Regions from separate parts of the Pan troglodytes genome. Here region 2 is linked to region 1. The links are chromatin contacts, called in public Hi-C maps. All regions are on one chromosome and are shown on one strand. Each heading gives the region's core, a stretch centred on a gene start, on an enhancer-like site or on the middle of the called end of the contact. The rest is flanking DNA. Distances are from core to core; before and after follow the strand shown.

Evidence for each region. Hi-C and Micro-C count contacts between places; a contact is called where the count stands out from the background.
Region 2: a Hi-C map of stem cell-derived neural progenitor cells shows a contact between it and region 1, with 5 times the contacts expected there. The contact joins the promoter of NCK1 here to the enhancer-like site in region 1. A contact is called at or near these places in 2 of 7 Hi-C or Micro-C datasets (blood and stem cell-derived neural progenitor cells) and 1 of 1 datasets of contacts at active chromatin or transcription factors (stem cell-derived excitatory neurons).

What each region holds. Positions count from the first base shown.
Region 1 is chr2:140,234,749-140,238,428 of NHGRI_mPanTro3-v2.0_pri, forward strand. No RefSeq gene overlaps it. Among named protein-coding and RNA genes, the nearest start is that of IL20RB, 50 kb to the left of the region's middle. Within about 2 kb of position 1,998, at least 9 of the 24 cell types and tissues checked have an H3K27ac peak or open chromatin away from gene starts, as enhancers often do. A contact at or near this core is called in stem cell-derived neural progenitor cells, where this site is marked.
Region 2 is chr2:140,089,405-140,093,084 of NHGRI_mPanTro3-v2.0_pri, forward strand. NCK1 (NCK adaptor protein 1) reads left to right here and starts at 1,555. Exons shown (of 4, transcript NM_001246580.1): 1 at 1,555-1,675.

The DNA.
Region 1 (3,680 bases), core at 748-3,247:
GTCACTCTCATCATAAGGCACAGCTTCCTGCCACATTCTTTTTCTAGAAGCTCCAACCCTCCAGATGCCCAGTCACTGAGTCCAGGGGCTCAGGCTCAGCACTACTGGCTTGCTTTGTTTTCACAGCTTCTCATTGAGTCCTGTGGGAATTGGGGGAAGTACTTGTGTGTGTGTGTTGTGGGGGGATAAGTATTTGGGAGCAGCCTAGAGTGGCTTCTGCTGTTTCACTGAAGACCGTCTCTTGCAGCCCAAACCAGTAGAGTCCCCTGAGCTCCCAGAATCAAGCCCAGCTTTCTTAGTCCTGCCTTTAGGGTGCAACTGCCAGGGTCCAGTGAATAAAATCCCTGCTCCATGAGGCTTACACTCCAATGGGGTAAGGGAGAAATAATAACACAATAACAAAGTATTATTATTCAGTGAATTATTTAGTATAATGGGAGTTTGTAAGTCACGGTAAAATGAAAAAGTAGAGCAGAAAACGGGGGCTGGGGGCAGGTTGCAGCCTCTTCAAAATGAAAGTGGATGGAAACAATGGACCCAGAACTACCTGTCAGATAAGTCCCTGCATAGCCACATGGTGTGAGATATTATGAGAGATTCTAGAACAAAGTAATTTGGCAACAAATCCGTAGGTGTATGTAGTCTAAAACAAAAACTTTATTGAGTATTTATACCTTTGTATTGATAGTGTATTTTTTGCAACTATTATCAGATAAAGCAAGTAAATAATATATATTTTGTATATTTTGATAAGAATCTAGATTTTAGGATTAGTGACAAGGAAGGCTAATTGTAGGATCCCAAATTTGACTAAGAACAGGGCACTGTTGGAACTGAATCAAACATATTAATATGAAGTCATGTCTTTATGAAACATGACATTAAAAATATTTTGACTTTTTTCCACTGAAATGGCCCAGGAGAAACGTCACCTCCACAATGCATCTTAATGCTAAGATTTTGGTTTCTAGTGTTAGTTTTCTCCCAAAGGAGCCAAAGTTTCTTGGAGCAGTAATGGATGCCGTGTCAGTTTGGAGTTGAAAGGTACAAGGTAATCTTAAAACACCTATACCTTTTTGAGACAGAAACCAAAGCATTAAATAAGGGTCATTCAAAATTACACAAGGAACAATCTATACAGGGCTCCTCCTGGCCAAAGTTGGGACAATATAAGCACCAGAAGGAGAATATTGGCTGGCACAATTGATACCATATATTTGAAAAGTCATCAGTCCATGACACCCAAGAAGAGTGAAGCTACCATAATGCATTCTCAGAGAAGATGAATCTAATAGAATGCATTTCTACTTGTTATTCAATCGTGTTGGGCTTATCGACTCGTTTATTGTGTCAATGAGGAATACCAGTAAATGTAAATCCATCAGTCAGAAGGCATTTTTTCTCCTCTAAAGGCTCCTCTCCGCCCCTTAACGTCCAGTCTTTCCCCACTTGGCTCTCCCTGTCCTGTCAAGGGGTTCGGTGGAAAAGTCTTTTAAGTTCCCTTCACAGAAGAATTGTAGACTCTGCCGGTCTAGTCTCTGGGCCAACCCTCCCCGTCTCTTTAGTAAAGATGTTTTTTATTATTTTCCTTGTGCCGTATATTATCCTTAGGCTAGAGTAATTTTCCGGGCCTGCAGACCTCTTGGTTTCCTTTCAATCTAGAGGACTTGATCCCATGGCCAGCTTCGGAGCTCACCAGGAGGCGAAGACCCATTACATCCACGGGCGTCTGGCGCCACCTTGTGGTCAGTGCTGAAAATGTTTTCTGTTCCCACTCGTAATGAAACTCCCTGGGCTTCCTGGATGAAGAAAGGAAAGCTCAGGTCGGTTTCCTAGAATAATAACTCAGTTACACAGTTTCCACGGGCTTGGTCCTTAACAAACCTCCACTGTCACTGGTGGAGTTAGAATTTAGCAGCCACCTTCTCCTCGCTCTGTGTCTGTATCTGTCCCGAGCTCATGGTTTGGGGCTTCACGCTGTACCCACGGCTCTCGCTCTTTTCTGGGACCTTGGCCTCTCGCACTCTCCTGTCTGTTGATCTTTCCACCATGCTGCCATTCCCTACCTCTCGGAAATAGACTTTTTTTGGATGTCTTTTTTGTTTTCCTTCTGTGTGACCTATTTGTAGGATCCCTTTACTAGACTGACTTTCCAGGAGTGTTCCTCAGCCCCCGCACAGATCAGTAGGGAGGAGCCTGCCTGCTGCTTGCTCATGCTAAACCAGCGTGCTGCCCAGCCTGTGAAGTTTGGAACTGGAACACTAGAGTTGGCCCCAAATTACAGCTTTCTCTTCTGGCTCCTGGGACTCCCAGTTTCTTCAGCAACAACAACAAAACCTGGAAAAACGTATCCTTGCCAGAGGTGGGAGAATGAGGGTCACAAAAGGAAAACACGGACCTTTCTTGTCTCCCCCGGTGAGAGGTTGCAAGATCAGGTTGTAAAACCCCATTAAGGAGGACCTTAGAGGAAGAACTGAGCAAGGAGCCTTCTCAGGTGCCTGCAAACATCTCCAAGAGCAAAAGTATAAATCCTCATATTGTGGAGGAGGTACATGTTCCTGGTTCCTTCACTGGACCTCATTGAGAAAATTAAACAAACAACAACAACAACAACTACGTTAAAAAACAACCCCCAAAAACAAAAAAACAAAAACAAAAATACCCTGGTGGCCGGGCGCGGTGGCTCACGCCTGTAATTCCAGCACTTTGGGAGGCCGAGGCGGGTGGATCACCTTAGATCAGGAGTTCGAGACCAGCCTGACTAACATGGTGAAACCCCGTCTCTACTAAAAATACAAAAATCAGCCGGATGTAGTGGCAGGCGCCTGTAATCCCAGCTACTCGGGAGACTGAGGCAGGAGAATCCCTTGAACCCGGGAGGCAGAGGTTGCAGTGAGCTGAGATCCCGCCATTGCACTCCAGCCTGGTCAACAGAGTGAGACTCCGTCTCAAACAAACAAACAAACAAAAAAACCATCCTGGCGTTTGGAGAAATGAGTGCCTGAACAAACCTCAGTAACTTCTAAATTTTGCCTCTGTACTTAAAACCGCTCCTCTAGGAAGTGGCCACATGCCTCCAAATTTCCTGGAGATGCCAGCCAGTCTTCTATGAAATTGCCTCAGTATAAGATTAGGCCTACAAAACATCATCTTGAGTTTCTGGCCCTAGGAGATCACTGCCCAGAAAGTAGGCCCCTCTGATGTCATCCCACCTGCATCAATCACGAGGACAAGCTTTCCCAGGTGAAATCATTTCATTGACATTAACTGCTCACTGTCTCACTTGAACTTTTTTTTTTTTTTTTTTTTTTGAGATGGAGTCTTGCTCTGTTAACCAGGCTGGAGTGCAGTGGTGCTATCTTGGCTCACTGCAACCTCCGCTTCCCGGCTTCAAGCGATTCTACTGTCTCAGCCTCCTGGGTAGCTGGGATTACAGGCATCTGGCACCATGCCCAGCTAATTTTTGTATTTTTAGTAGAGACAGGGTTTCGCCGTGTTGGCCAGGCTGGTCTTGAACTCCTGACCTCAGGTGATCCGCCTGCCTCAGCCTCCCAAAGTGCTGGGATTACAGGCATGAGCCACTGCGCCCTGCCTCACTTGAACTTTTGAGTCTTGCAATTGGAAATAGATCAAAATGGAATAGTTTTCCCCTTTTCTTGGCCTCACCCCAGATCAGGCCT
Region 2 (3,680 bases), core at 305-2,804, 150 kb before region 1:
CTTTTTAACCAGCTCTGGTGGAAATAAAGAGAACTCATTTACCCTCTCCCCAGGGAGGACATTAATCTATTCATGAAGGAACCACCTCCATGACCCAACACTGCCCATTAGTCCCCACCTCCAACATTGGGGATCAAATTTCAACAGGAGGTTTAGGGGAACAAACATCTAAATTACAGCACAGGCCAACCACATGCATGCATTACCAATCACGTAAATAATTTTGAAGTTAAATGCAGAAAACTGCAAACTTTTGAGGCTGATATCCAGGGCCAGGATTAAAATAAAAAGTATTAATGCCTTAAACAGTATTTACTGACCATCTACCCTACTGCAAGGCCCTAGGGAGAAACTGAACAGACATGGTTACTGATTCAACGGAGTTTACAATCTAGGTAGGCATACAGGCAAACCATTTCAATAGATCGGATGGAGAAAACACCTGTGCTCCAAGGAAGGTACCTAACTGAGCAAGCTTCCCTGAGGAGCGACCCTAAACTGTGCCACAAAGATGGTTAAGAAGAGATGAGGCGGCTGGGCGTGGTGGCTCACGCCTGTAATCCCAGCACTTTGGGAGGCCGAGGCTGGCGGATCACGAGGTCAAGAGATCGAGACCATCCTGGCCAACATGGTGAAACCCCGTCACTGCTAAAAATACAAAAAAATTAGCTGGGCGTGGTGGTACATGCCTGTAATCCCAGCTACTCGGGAGGCTGAGGCAGGAGAATCGCTTGAACCCGGAGGCGGAGGTTGCAGTGAGCCGAGATCGTGCCACTGCACTCCACCCTGGCGACAGAGCGAAACTCGTTTCAAAAAAAAAAAAAAAGAGGCAGGTTACGGCGCGGGGGCGGGGAAGGGGGCCTGCAGCACCGGCGAGGGGAAGAACCAACTTACTGATGCCTCAGCCAGTGGCTGGAGCCCTAAGAATGGGCAGACCTGGCTACGAAGGTCCTCTTCATAACACTACTGCCCCCAAGAATGTAAGCTGCCCAAGCACGAGGACACTTTTAGAGGGCCCTCAGACTCAGCTTCTTTTGGTCTGTGCCTCAAATTAAGCACATGTCTTACATTTCTCCCAGGTCCCAATTTTCAGGTCTGCTTTTCTTTGTTTTTCTTTGTCGCTCCCCGCTCCTAAGAACCTTCGGCTGGGATGACATTCTTCAGGTGCAGAAACCAGGGGGAAGCTCCCAGAGCAGTGGGGGCTGAACTCAGGACACAGTCATTTTTGCTGTTAAGTCTCTCCTGCGGCGCTGAGGAGGAAGGCTCAAAGTAACCAACCAGAGCAGCCGCAGAGGGAAAAGCGAAGACAGTTCTGGTCCGGCCCAGCGCTTCTCACCCTCTAGCTCTCTACTCTCCGCCGCGCAGCCTCCGCTCCCTCCACATCACGCAGGGGGCTTGATTGACATGTGGGCCCGCCCAATCCCAGTGCGGCAGAGACCGTTGTCGCGTCAGGGACCGGGGAAGGGGGCGACTGAACCTATCAGATTGGGTCCAGAGTGGGTTTCCTGCCCGCGCGGATCCGCCTGCCCACCGCGCGTGCCCCGCCTCTCTCCCAAGAGCTACGCGGCGGCGGCGGAGCGCAGGCCTCGTGCCGTTACGGCCATCACGGCGGCCGCAGTGGCGTCCTGGAGCCCTCCTCAGGTGAGCTGGAGCTGCCCGGCTCGGCAGCGGGAAGGTGAGACGGCCTTGTTGGCAGGCAGACACACACCCCCCCCCGTCAGTCCGCTGTCCGTCCATACAGCCTGTTACTCGCTGCGTCGCTTCCTCTTCTCGCTCTGAGTTAGCCCCGGGGGCGCCGTCTGCAGGCTCGGAGCTGAGCCGGAGGGGGCGCGGAGGCTGCTCGGAGGGTCCAGACTTCTGCACTGGGATTCCGCGAGACCCTCGGGCCGTTGCCCCAGGGAGCGTGACCCCGCGGCCTCCTTGTCAGCCCCTGGAGCGCTGTGTCGGGCTGAGAGCCCGGGCGGCCGCCCGTGCGAGCCTGGGAGGTCGAGTGTGCGGCGCGCTGGTTGACTTGTCTGTTTTCTCATGAAAAAGTCCTTTTGCCAGCTGTGGCGTAATCCGAGGCCGGGAAGGTAGGGACGTGGTAGGAGGAAGGGCGCTCTCACCTCCAGCCCGAGAGGAGGGGAGGCGTCAGCCTGCGCGGTGCTGCGGGTGGACATCTTCGGGACGCGCCCTCTCCCCTCCCCCCACCCACCGGCCGTTTTCTAGTCTGGGGCTGCGACTTTAATGGTCTGGACCTGCTTCAGATTCGTACGCGAGTTGCTGGGGCTGTGAACTTTTGACTTGAGTTGTAATATGTTTGGTAAAACAAAAAACCATTTCGATAGGTTTTGTAACCTTTCTTCTGTATTAACATACAAGTTAAATTCGCCGTTAGAAGCTCAGGAAGCTGGGTTTTGTTCAGGGCTGAGGACGTAACCGTAGAAACGCTCTCGGTGTCAAACTGATGGACCCGGAGTCACCTGAAAATAATTATGCACGTTAGATTAGGTAAGAAGCCCTAGAAATTAGGAAAGAATTACGTTAAAGAGAATTGCCTAACTCCTCTTTGGGTAGGGAGCAAAGCAGCTCAATGTCCCCCCAAAACGGGTGTTGCCAAAAGGTACTCATTTTTAAAATTTTACTTTGATAGACGTATGACAAACCAACTATAACGATTTCTTCAGCACCTGGAAACCAGTGTGCCTAGACTCTCAGCCTTCAGCGAGGTCACACAGTAAACGGAGAAATAACCTAAGAAGAAAGTTTTGTTTGGTAATTGTCAATAATATTCGTTCTTTTCTTTTTAAAACACTTTATTTTCTTGTGAGGGGTGGAGTCTGTGATATTCTTAAATAGGCATCCCATTCACAACTTGATAGTAATATGCACTGGTTGATAAATGGTACTTTCTTTTCATCTTGACCACAAACTCTGAGACTTCTTTGGGAAAATTGTGATCTGTGGAAATTGGCTGTAATATCCATAAACATAGTTTGCAGAGTGTTCACATCTACTCAGCTGTTGGCTCATGTATTAAATTTTAAAATGTGTACTTATTTTTCTAGGCATTATCTTTTGTCCAGGTTTTGACAGTGCTTTCAGGTCCATCTAAATAAAATTTGAGACCTACGTGTAATGTTTTGTTCGATACTGAGGGAGATCAGGCGGGGTAGCTCAAGCCTGTAATCCCAGCACTTTGGGAGGCTGAGGCGGGCGGATCACGAGGTCAGGAGATTGAAACCACCCTAGCAGACACGGTGAAACCCCGTCTCTACTAAAAATACAAAAAAGTAGCCGGGCGTGGTGGCGGGCGCCTATAGTCCCAGCTACTCGGGAGGCTGAGGCAGGAGAATGGCGTGAACCCGGGAGGCGGAGCTTGCAGTGAGCCGAGATCGCGGCACTGCACTCCAGCCTGGGCGACAGAGCGAGACTCCGTCTCAAAAAAATAAATAAATAAAATGTGTATTTATTTTTCTAGGCATTATCTTTTGTCCAGGTTTCTGCAGTGCTTTCAGGTACATCTAAATAAAATTTGAAACCTACGTGTAATGTTGGCCGGGCTCGGTGGCTCACGCCTGTAATCCCAGCACTTTGGGAGGCCGAGGCAGGCGGATCACGAGGTCAGGAGATCGAGACCAGCCTGGCCAACACGGTGAAACCCCGTCTCTACTGAAAATACAAAAATTAACCGGGCGTGG